Linked DNA regions of Mus musculus: regions 1, 2 and 3 are each linked to region 4. A link is a contact called in public Hi-C, HiChIP or PLAC-seq and Micro-C data. All regions are on one chromosome and are shown on one strand. The core of a region is the stretch at or near the end of the contact, and the rest is flanking DNA. Distances in the headings are between cores, read along the strand shown.

Region 1 (2,700 bases), core at 64-2,563, 250 kb after region 4:
CTAGAGGGTAGGCAGAAAAAGTCCAGGAGCTCTTGCATCCCAGAAGTCTCAGGGACTTCAAAGAAGAGGCAGGAAAGCAAGGACTGAGTACCCACTGGGTTCCCTCTTGGTACCACATTCATTTGGCCCACATGGGACATGACAAGAGCCATGCTGCCTGTCCGCTGGGTCTTCTGAGCTGAGTGAAGAACAACAGATGAACAAGGTCTGAAGGACTAGACAGGGAACCTGAGGTCAGCAGGTCAAGTCTGCCTCCAAAGGCTGGTTTGCAAAGAAAGCAGTGGTGTGCTCAACTCATGTGCCCACGGGTGTCTTTGTACTCAGAGACTCAGTCATGAAGGGATGAAAAATCCAGAGATATACAGAAGGAAGGAGGGAAGCTCCCTCCCCAATCCCTACTAAGCCCAGTCCCAGGCTAGGTTTAGATTAGACATGAGCTAGACTCTTCCCTCATACTATCCCAGCTTTCAGTGGCCTGACTCAGCTGCCCAGTTGCCAGAGGGAGGCTGAGGGAGGTCCTTCCAGACACAAACCTTCCCGATCCTTGCCTGCTTAGCTCAGCATCCTTCCAGGAAAATGGGCGGGTTTCCTGTGGAAGAGTCCCAGTGCCAGGAGAATGAGCCCTGAAGGGTGACAGAGCACCTACAGCTCCGCTACCCTCCCTGTCAGGCACCCCTCCCATGTGCCTGACTCCACCCCACGGACGCTTGCTTTCTTCGGGTTAGATGTCCTCCGTTGTTCTTGGCAGATATTTCCTGAATGTCTGCTATGTACTCTGGGAACACGGGGAGTGGGGAGAGGCAGGGGGTGCAGTATGTGGCCCTGCCCTTGAGGAAGTCATGTACAGTGAGCCATGGACAGTAAACAGGCAATAAATTGTCCTCTGTGAGGCTGTCAGGAGAGGAGGAGGAAGCACCCAAAGCAGTCATTCACACTCCAGTATGAATGAGCGCCTCTGGAGCTCTGCTCAATAGCAGACCAGACTAGGGTGGCCTCCCATTTCCAAGGACTAGGACAAGGGTGGGGAGTATTGTAGAGAGGAGGCAGGGCAACTCCCTCCCTTACCATAGTTGCTTCATCAACACCCCGAGTTCCCTAGCTGCATCCCTGAGACTCCTGGTAGTCCCCACAATAACACCCTACCCCCACCTTACCCTGGTCTCTGCCCCTTCTGCCCCCTGTACCCTCTCCACAAGGCCTCACCCTCCCCACCATCCTGGAAACGATTTTGTTGTCTACAGAGATTATGTGTAACTGACTGTGAGTTATAAGTCTCCGGAGCGAGCGAGCAGCCTGTTACCTAACCAGGCCTGGCTCGTGCCAATGTCTTGAGTAATTATTGGGGAGGGGGGCCTCAGCCCGCAGCCGAACCTCTCCAAGGGAATGCTATTGTTTTTCACGTCAGCTGTGCCTTGGACAGAAAACTGTAGGAATGAGATGGGGTGGAGGGTGGCTTAACTCTTTGGGCCCTGTCTGCCCTAGCTTCTCAGGGCTGCCTGGCAGAGAGCAGGCCCTGTCGGGGGTCAGAACCCCAGGCCGAGCCGGCAGCCGCCACTTGGCAGAGCCTGTGGAAACCACCGTGCAGCTCTGTGCAGACAGTTGTGGAAACTTGGGCGGGCTGTCAGTTCACCCAGCCAGCATCTCAGCCCTTTCTCCCGCTCCTGCCCCTGCTTCCACAAGGCTCACCTGCAAGCCTACAGCTGTCATAGGAAATACCGTGCTTGTTTGGGGCCCAATAAGGCTCAAAAAGGACCAGGCCTGGGGCAGCAGGCATCACTAGGTCCTCAGCCTCCCCCCAGCTTAGCTGGATCTCTGCCTGCTCTAGAGGAACCCACAACCCCTTCCTACTGGTATTCTCAGCCCACTGGCACCACATGGTTACAGCCAGACCCACTGAGGTAGGGCACAGTGTTCTTGTGGCAAGCCTTAAGGCCAGGGAGAAAGAGGCAGGGTGGGTACCACCAAGCAGTGGGTGGCATGGGAGCTGCATCCTAAGGATTCTGGGCTTTGTGGTCACTCAGAGCTAGTCATGTGGCTTAAAACACAGCTCAGAGGTAACTTATATGTGGATATGTCAAGCTAGGAGTAGAATGTGCTAGGTCTCAAGGAGCAAGCAGAGCATCGGCCATGCTGTGAGGAGGGCAGTGCAGATTGGTTGAGCTTTGGCTGAGATGATGACTGTGGTGTCTCAGTTAAGAGCTTCCAGGGGCCTAGAGCAGCAGTCAGACCAGGAATCGCCTCTGCTCTCTGGATGCTTCTCTGTCTACAAAGTGGCACCCCTATGGCTTCTCCCAGGGTTGCCATCACCTCTGCATTTCAGTAGCAGGAAGAAGGAAAATACCTGAAGAACAACCTCCCTCCCCACACAGCCTGGTTACCTGAGAGGCCCCTGTTAGCTTTTCTTCTGTCCAATGACCAGAGGGCAGTGTACCACTACACGGACCCCCTAGTGAATTAAGTGGCTAATTCAAGGTTCTTTTGCTAAAGGAGGAAGTGCTTTGTCTTTGTCTGAGAGCAAACCCATGTGTTTCAGAGGGAAAGAATTCTGATAGGAACTGGGTGTTGGAAAGAGAGCAAGGAGTTCATAGACCCTTGGGGGCTCAGTCTGAGTCTTAAGAGACAGGCTCAGCAGGCCTGATTCCCTGGGATAAAGACAAGACTGACAGGCAATCTGCAGAGCTCAGCTTAGGATAGGTCAAA
Region 2 (2,700 bases), core at 105-2,604, 240 kb after region 4:
AGAAAAAGAGGAAGAAGCAAAGCAAGGTGGTCTTGGAGGCTCCTGCTGAGGACCACTCAACCTTTAGATTCAGCCACATTTGAATTTATTGCTGCTCTCTGGATTGTCCAGGGCTACCTCAGGCTACTGTCAAAAGTTGAACCTCCCTGTTAGCAGCATGGGGAAGGGTGGATGACTCTCAGCAGGAGACCAGCCTGCCTATGACCCTCTTGTCTGTCCCACACTTGTTGCACCAGATGAACTTGCCACTCTGCCCATTGGCCATCAAAGTTATCAACATCTAGGGACACAGCCCCTGGCTCACTCTGAGCTCACCCTTCTCAATCCATTCAGCCCTCAACTCATGTATTCCCCCAACATCTCCCTAAGTGGTATCTTCTCGTTTCCTCTTCGGAGTCTCTGATGTACCAGGGCTCTGCCCTTGATTATGCTAAGGCTCAGATCACCTACCTGTTGGCGTTCTCTTCGTCTGTACCTGTTCTGAAGCAGAGCCTACATCTGATACCCTCATTCTCTTGTATCTTAGAGTTGATATTCTCCCAGCATGGTGATGGCCCTAACCCTCAGGCCTCCAGTCTCTAACCAACCTGTTATAGATAGATGTACAAGGAGGAGGGGGCCTATGGTTGCAAAGCAAGGGAGGTGGCAGAGATAGGCAGGATCCCAAGTTGAACGCAGCCCTCTCTGCAGGCCCCCCAGCTCCCACCCAGCTCCACAGCCCTGCCGTCACCACACAGAGCCAATGCCGAGACTCTCGGCTCCTCCCCAAGGCGCCAGAGTTTCCTTGTCACAAAATGTAGTAAATGGGACGATTAAGGGGGGCCACTTCTAAATTGCTGCTTTAACCCATTTGGAAGTCTGCTAATTATTCTCTTGAGGAAAGAAATGCAGGTTCATTATTTTAATGAGCTTTGGGCAAAATATTTCATCGAGTTTGACAAGCCGCTGCGACTCCTTCAGAAAGGGGCTCGTCTCTGAAAGGCCTCTCACCCTACTTAGAGCTAATTGGCCTGGGGTCTTCCGCCCCGGTGCTGTGTGTATGCTATTTTAATTCATTTATGAAAAGCCCCCGCTTTGATGTCCAGGACCAGATAAGGACGGGAGAGGACGGCCAGCTAACGAATAGGCCTGTGCACCCGGCCAGCCGTGCGGGGCCTCCTCGGCCGCTCTGCTCTGGGCCCGAGGCCAAGGCGATGTCATGAAATAACTGTACAAACAGTCCTGCCTAAAAAATATGCTTTTGTTTCACTAATAAATCTCTCCTTGGAACATTCCCCACAGGCCCAGGGCTCTCCTCAGCCTAGCAGCCAGCCTTCCCGCTCAATGTGTGTCCCCAGATCCACCCCAGGGACGCACGCATACATGTGCATACACACAGGCTCAGTGGCAGGCATGACACAGGCCAGGGAGTGCTCTGCCCTCCCCTCCCTTACCCGCTGCTGAGCCTCCTACTCCAGGCCATGCCCCAGCCCCCTTTTACCTCCAGCTGCCCCTCCTCCCCCTCACTTCCTCCCACTCTCTCCAGAACTCTCTCTCCCCTCTCTCCATCTATCATACTTTCTCCACAGCCCACCACTCCTGCCCACCCCATTCCTGGCCCCCTGAGACCCTCTTTTGGAAAGCAAAGCCTGAAGCCAGCAAACCGTGGTACCTCCCATCTCTGAGGCTCTCTGCCTCCCCTTGCCTACTCTTCCTCAGTGTGACTTTCTTGTCTGGAGGCCTAAGGGATGAATGTTGGTACTGCTGGCTAGAGCACAGAGGGACCTGGGTGGTGACCCTAAGGTGACAGACTAGCCAGCTTGCCTCAGCCACCATTCTGGCTGAAATGTCACACTTGGTCCCTTCTCCATACGGTGAGATCTGCTGGCAATGTGGGTAGCTTGAGCTTAGGTACTGCCGGGGCCTGGCATCTCTCCAAGCTTCCCTACCCCCTCCTGGCTCTCTGCCCTTATCTCAGGAGCATCCCTTCCCCATGGCCCTCCTACTAGCCACCACCCACTAGGATTCCCCCTTTCTCCCCACCCCCTCACCTGCCCCTGATCTAGTTCCACATCTTGAGGCCCCATCTGTCCTCATCCCATGCCCCTGCCTCAGTGCAGCCCCTAACAGTGGCTAGGACAGAGTTACAGAAAAGAGGGCCAAGTTTGGAGCCCCCATGAGTCCCTTGGCATCTCAATTCCCTCATCTAGAAGAAGATAAGAACACTTCCTCCAGGCTCATGGGCTACATTACCTGGAACCTTCCCTGCTGAGCACCTGGCCCAGTGCCCGGCACGTGGCAAGTGGAAGCACCTGCTTCCGCCTCCTCTTATGGGCACCACTACGGGCACTGTCAGGCTTGGTTCTCCCTGCCCACTGCCAAGTACCACACTGAGGCTAGAGGCTGGCTGCTTGGGCATTGAGGGAGAATCCCAGGCTGCCCACGGTCCACTCCTTCCTTCCCACAGTCCCCACTGAAGCCCCTGCTATGTCCCAGACAGCAGACAGTGTTGGAGGTGCCGCAGGGACAGGACAGAGCTCCTGGCACTACGAAGCGGCCCCTGGTCGAAAATACACCACGTAATTACAGACTGGGAAAATTACCATGCAGAGACAGAGCAGGGCACTGTGCCGGGAGGAGCCAGGGTGGTCAGGGAAGACCTCTGAGGGAGGGGCGTCCAAAAATAGTGAGCTGAGGTGCTATTAATAGGCCTCAGTGCAA
Region 3 (2,700 bases), core at 53-2,552, 190 kb after region 4:
TACCTGACTGACCTTGCCTATCCATGGAGCTACTTGAGCTCATGGTGATCTTCTTGGCAATGGCGTCCATCACACAAAATAGGATAACAGGGTCTAGGGAGGGGAGGAACCCTCAGAGTTCAAGTGTTAGAGCAGGCTGAATTCAACCCAGGACTTACTCTCCATATTTTCATTCAGCATGATTTCAGGCCAAGAGTTGCATGGTTGAAATGCCCAGGGAACATCTTTCCATGAGGAGTGAGTATAGCTAGCTTCAGGCCTTAGCATCTCTTGCCCAGTGAGGCTCTTCTTTCCTTCAGGTACTGGGTTGCAGGGGTACTGTGGAGACTTCAGCACCTAATGGGTTGTTGATGATCTACTTTGGCTTATCTCCATCTCCTAGATGATGTATTGATTATGTCCAATTCAGTGACAGACACCTATCTACCTGTGCCACAGGCAAGAAGGAATGATACGAAGACCCCTCTCCTTCCACCAGCCTCTTATCTCTCCCTATTATTGTATTTGATTCATTTGAAGTGAAGCATATTGTAGGACAGTTTTATAATTATAAGATCATTGCAGAGTCAGTACAGAGTCCCTACATGTCCTCTCCAGTGTCTGTCAGGAACATAATATCTCAGTGTCTATTCATTACCGATGAGCAGCAGTACCCACCAGTACCCACCGTGCCTCACACAGTTCACTCTATTTGAATCTTCAGCATCCCCTCATATCCCCTTCCTGGTCCAGGATCCATCCAGGATTCCATACAACTACAGGTCCTACCTCCTGAAGCTCCTCTAGACCGGAACTATTTCTTTCTATCTTTGATATGACCATGGGTTCTCCAAAGGTTCTGGGGTGTCTAAGCTGAGTTCTGTCACATTTTTCTTAGTATTAGGTGAGACTATAGGTTAGGAAAAGAAGTTAAGCCTCTCTCTATCATCCACTAAGGGTGCCAACTGTTTACACAACTTATCCCAATGCCAGGGTTGGCTATCTTGGCTGGGCTGTGTCTGTCCAGCTCCTCAATGTTTATATTGTTCTGTCCCCTTTTTCTATACTGTCCTCCTAAAAGCCAACAGGGCCTGGCCTTACAGAGCTCTGGAGAGACCCCAAGACATGGACCATACTGTTGACCTCTGTAGGCCCTAGTGGGGACCATTCATGGCGGGACCCCCTGAGAATGAAGTCTGGCCTCTTCCTGGATCAAAGCCATAGGCCCTGTTCCCCGGGGACCGGGAAGCTGAGCAGGCAGACAGGGTAGCAGGCCATCGCCCCAGGCAGGCGTGGGAATCCACACATGGCCCCTTCTCAAAGGCGGGTGCTGTCCCTGGGCCCCGGCAGGGTCCTGGAGCCTCTCTCATTGGGCACATCCGCGCCCAGCCTGGCCCATGGTGGAAATGCAAATCTAATTAGTCTGGCATTGAGCCCGTCTTAAAAGCATTAACAGAGCCTTAAACTGTGCTGTCGGATGGGGGTGAAGAAACGCCTTAGAGAGAAATTACCGGATGGTGACAAAGCCCCAATTTATTAGTCTTCTCCAATGGGGACTGTGCAAAGGACATTAATTACTTTAATGGGACTTATTTTGCTTCGTTGCCCAAAGTAATTGGTTTATTAACCTCTCCTTCCCTTTAGGGAAGGAGGGAGGGGCTGGGGGGACCGGGTGGTGGCCCCGGGAGGGCCCTGCCCACTGTGTTGCCTCTGCCCAGCAGGTCAGCTTTGCACCCTGGAGCAGTCAGCACTCTGTCCCTGCTGGTTTTGACTGAAGCAGTATCAACACCCCCACTGCACACCAAGTTTTGGGGACACAGCTTTGAGGAAACAGAGCCCTCAAAAAAAAAAAAAAAAAAAAAAAAAAAAAAAAGATACACTGTTCCTAAGGCTGACAGCTCATGGCTATCACAGGTATCTGAGCAGAAAGGTCTACCTCTGGGGAAATAGACCTATAGGGCAGGATTCCTACAGAAGAGTCAGGTAGGGCAGGATCAAGTACATAGGGAGAGGAAATGAATAGCCAGGCCAGGTTGTGGGATCATGGTGGACAGTGTTCAAAGGCTAAAGGGAAGGTCCTGGGGTAGGGGTAGGGGGATGGGCAAGGCTAACTTAAGCAGGTAAGGCAGTCAGCCCTGGGGAACCAGTTTCCTTGTGCTTCCCAGATGGGTCTAGATAACATTTAGTTCCAAAGCAATCTCTCTGGCTTGAGCAAGCTATCTTGAAAATACATGGAAAAACTGCTTATCCACACTGACAGAACACCCTGGAAGACAGCTAAGCCCAGGCTCTGAGAACAGTGTTGAGTTTGCAGAACTTCACAATCTACCCATAAGGAAGGGCAGAGATTACTGCTGGGCAGGAGGCCAGCTCTTCCTTCATGGACTAGGCCCGAAGGAGGCCCAGGACTAGGCGGGAAAGAGCTAGGCGGGGGTAGGGCAGCAGCTCCTCTTGACCCAGCTCTTGGATAGACAAAGAAAAGAGTTTTTCCCACCTTTGGAAGCACAGGTTGGATTGTTGTGCCCCTCCCCCCACTTCACCCTAGTGAGGGGGGCCACATGTAGATCCCAGAAGGTGTATATTTCACCCAGATGCTATATTTGACACAGCTATATTTGACTGGGCAACATGACAAGTTAGAATAGGGCTGAGGGGTCTTCATGTGTTATGTGGTCATGAGCCCCCTCAGAATGTCCTCAGGGGTTCCCACAGATGAGCCTT
Region 4 (2,700 bases), core at 189-2,688:
GGTCCCCACTCCCAAGGCAGCCCCTCCCCAGTCTGTTCTGCTTCCCAGAAGTGGCTCTTTGTCCACCACTGTGAGGGCAGTGACCTCATTACCTCTTTTGTCCCCTTCTCGTTCCCTGGACCCTCCCTGCCCCACAACAGCTAAGAAGAGATTTTATAGGACAAAAACCTGAGTGTCCCAGACGCTCCCTGGGTGGTTTGGGATAATTTCCAATTTCTCCCTCATGGTCTTCAGAGTGTCACACATTTAAGCATACACCCCCCCCCATCTCCAAACCTCCCTTCCCTCCCCATCTCTCCCTCCCAACTGCCTCAGGACCTTTGCACAAACACTATATATATCCAGCAGGGTTGCTTTCCTACTATTAGGACTGACCTCCGGTCAACGCTGCACACTCCCTTCTGGAACTCCCCTCTGCTCTTTTCTGGGCAACCTGGATGTGATGATGGGCTTCTTTGAGTAGGCTCACATCTCTTTCACACTTTTCTACTATGCAGAGGGAGGCTCAACACCCCGGCTGCTCAGAGTGTATATATGGAGTAGGATACAGAACCCCCTTCTTTTTAAGTCTTGTTCCCAGGCATGCCCCCTAAGGATACAATGATACCCCTGAACCTCAGTGTCTCCAACTGTAAAGTATAGGGATGAAAGTATAGTTGGCTTTAGTCTTAACCTCCCCATTTGGCTTTGCCACATTATTTTAAAGCCTCTCTCTCCCTGCCGCCTCCTGTGTGTGTGTGTGCTCGAAATGCCCACAGAATCCAGAAGATAATGTGGCAGATCCCCTAGAGATGGAGTAACAGACGATTGTGAACAGCCCAACATGCGTACCCAACCAAACTTAGAACCTCTGCCAGCGTAGCAAGGGATCTTAACTGCTGAGCCATTGTCTGTCCCCAACTTTGCCATGTTCGTAAGCTGTATCCTCACATGCTAGCCTTTAGAGGCCATACCTTCCAGGATTTGAGCTGGCTGTGTCTAGTGGCTTACTTCAGAGTCATGACCATGGTGTTGGGGAAGCAGATGTGAGGCTGGCGTGTGTCCAGCCTGGACATATGGACCAGTGAAGAAGTGTATGGCTCAAAGGACCTTGTATATAGGGTGGTGATATTTTCCTAGAAGACATGATGATTGGTCAAAGGGTTAGGTAAGGAGGAGTTGTGTGCTGTTGCAGATGGCTCATGGCCTCCGAAAGGTGCATGTGTCCTAGGCCCACGCAGATATCATGGTTGTGGATTCCAGGCCTCTAGGGTGAGAATGGCTGTTGGAGCCTCAGGCTGGGGGACATAGTGTAGAATGCAGCTGCTACATGCTGTGGACGGGAGTTGGGTGAAAAACAAAGATGTTTATTTCAGCCTTTGAGCTAAGGACAGGGCAGCCTCTGACGAGCTGTGGAGACACCAGGTGGCGCTCTTGTAACACACATTCCAGCAGCCCTTGGGCCGAGCCCAGAGTGCCGAGCGCGGGAGCCCAAACCACAGCCCGCGGTGCCCCACGGGGGCCCAGGGCAAGGGAGCTCTGTGAGGGATTCTGGGAGCACATTGGGTAAATGGTGGAGAAGAAGTCACGCGAGGCTGTGTTCCCCAACCCCAGCGCCGGTACTCCTGCCTCAGCGCCTGGCTTTCGTGGTGCCAGAGCCCTGTTATCTCAGCCAGGGCCAAGGAAGCCAGGCGGCCTCCGAGGGATTAAGCATTCTGCTGAGCCAGGCATATTCTGTGGGTCTGAAAAGCTGTTCTTGGAGAAAACTGGGCCCTGCCAGGCCAGGGTCTGGCTAGAACTTTGATCAGGGGTGTTATAGGTGTGCTTGGCCTTGAAACTTGTTTGTGGCCCCAAGGAGGACACCCCCCCTCCCGCCGCCCAGCCCCCAATCCGGCCTCTGAATCTAGAGCAAGCTGTATGTACATCTGTAGACGTGGCGCACATGTGTGTGCACGCCGTGTACGTGCAAGTCTGCTGAATGTGCATGCACGCCGCCAAACCCACCCACCCCTCCTTGCAATAGGAGACCCTGGCCAGGCCCAGGTGCAGGGCTGTTTTTTGTCTCTCAAACCCCAGCTTGTTTTCAAATCCCACACAAAGACAGCTGCATTGAAAAAGTCCTAGCACACACTCCAGCTCCGTGAGCCCCACAGCCCGCATACCAGGGAACTGTCCCGCCATGCCTGCGGTTAAAACCCGTGAGCCGCGCGGCCGGAGGCCTGGGGGATGAGGTCATCTCTCCAGTTTCCTCCCTTACTGTGAGGCTCCCTGGCCCCGCAGGGGCGACCCACCTCCCTGCAGCTGGACCCTTCCTGGCCCGCCCTTGCTTTCTGTAACTCTCTTGGCAGGCCTCAGTTTCCCAGGGGCAAAATGAGATCCGGTGGGCTCTCTGAGCCCTTAAAACAGCCCTTGCTGGGTCCTACTTTCAAGTGGAACAGGGTCAGCTCCCCAGGTCCCAGACCCTCGTTCACACTCAGCAGGGCCTCACATGTTCTTGCATTCGTTTTCACACCCTTTCCTGCCAGTGGAGACTTTATTGGCGTTAAATTCAGCGCCTAGCTTCATGTCTTGGTGCTGTGTCTAGGTTTTGCTTTGGTTTAGTTTGTTTTCACGGTCTATCTGTTGTAGAGCTTGCTCTTAGCTCTCCATCTTCTGTTGCTTGGAGTCACAGCGGGTGTTCTGTTTTTTTGGCTGAGACACGCCTTGGGTTGTACCTAGTGT

Evidence for each region. A called contact is a pair of places that touch in the nucleus more often than the background predicts. HiChIP or PLAC-seq counts read pairs in DNA pulled down with a chosen protein or histone mark.
Region 1: a contact with region 4 is called in a Micro-C map of palatal mesenchyme, with 2.2 times the contacts expected there. The contact joins two enhancer-like sites. A contact is called at or near these places in 8 of 484 Hi-C or Micro-C datasets (the HL-1 cell line, the N1E-115 cell line, bone marrow-derived macrophages and 4 more), 8 of 115 datasets of contacts at active chromatin or transcription factors (embryonic basal ganglia, embryonic forebrain, embryonic limb bud and 3 more) and 1 of 9 other capture datasets (embryonic stem cells).
Region 2: an H3K4me3 HiChIP or PLAC-seq map of embryonic limb bud shows a contact between it and region 4, with 5 times the contacts expected there. The contact joins two enhancer-like sites. A contact is called at or near these places in 1 of 15 datasets of contacts at CTCF or cohesin (large pre-B cells), 9 of 484 Hi-C or Micro-C datasets (the HL-1 cell line, the N1E-115 cell line, bone marrow-derived macrophages and 5 more), 9 of 115 datasets of contacts at active chromatin or transcription factors (VIP interneurons, astrocytes, embryonic basal ganglia and 5 more) and 1 of 9 other capture datasets (embryonic stem cells).
Region 3: a contact with region 4 is called in a Hi-C map of the N1E-115 cell line, with 2.8 times the contacts expected there. The contact joins two enhancer-like sites. A contact is called at or near these places in 1 of 15 datasets of contacts at CTCF or cohesin (large pre-B cells), 8 of 484 Hi-C or Micro-C datasets (the HL-1 cell line, the N1E-115 cell line, embryonic stem cells and 4 more), 8 of 115 datasets of contacts at active chromatin or transcription factors (embryonic hindbrain, embryonic midbrain, embryonic stem cells and 2 more) and 1 of 9 other capture datasets (embryonic stem cells).

Annotation. Positions count from the first base shown.
Region 1 is chr7:143,407,383-143,410,082 of GRCm38.p6, forward strand. All of the region lies in intron 15 of Kcnq1 (potassium voltage-gated channel, subfamily Q, member 1), which reads left to right. Among named protein-coding and RNA genes, the nearest start is that of Cdkn1c, 52 kb to the right of the region's middle. Within about 2 kb of position 1,314, at least 55 of the 459 cell types and tissues checked have an H3K27ac peak or open chromatin away from gene starts, as enhancers often do. A contact at or near this core is called in palatal mesenchyme, where this site is marked.
Region 2 is chr7:143,388,192-143,390,891 of GRCm38.p6, forward strand. All of the region lies in intron 15 of Kcnq1 (potassium voltage-gated channel, subfamily Q, member 1), which reads left to right. Among named protein-coding and RNA genes, the nearest start is that of 4933417O13Rik, 59 kb to the left of the region's middle. Within about 2 kb of position 1,355, at least 61 of the 459 cell types and tissues checked have an H3K27ac peak or open chromatin away from gene starts, as enhancers often do. A contact at or near this core is called in the N1E-115 cell line, embryonic limb bud and uterus, where this site is marked.
Region 3 is chr7:143,339,424-143,342,123 of GRCm38.p6, forward strand. The region is part of intron 11 of Kcnq1 (potassium voltage-gated channel, subfamily Q, member 1); the gene reads left to right. Among named protein-coding and RNA genes, the nearest start is that of 4933417O13Rik, 10 kb to the left of the region's middle. Within about 2 kb of position 1,303, at least 14 of the 459 cell types and tissues checked have an H3K27ac peak or open chromatin away from gene starts, as enhancers often do. A contact at or near this core is called in the N1E-115 cell line, where this site is marked.
Region 4 is chr7:143,152,598-143,155,297 of GRCm38.p6, forward strand. The region is part of intron 2 of Kcnq1 (potassium voltage-gated channel, subfamily Q, member 1); the gene reads left to right. Among named protein-coding and RNA genes, the nearest start is that of Gm28821, 13 kb to the left of the region's middle. Within about 2 kb of position 1,439, at least 105 of the 459 cell types and tissues checked have an H3K27ac peak or open chromatin away from gene starts, as enhancers often do. A contact at or near this core is called in the N1E-115 cell line, embryonic limb bud, palatal mesenchyme and 1 more, where this site is marked.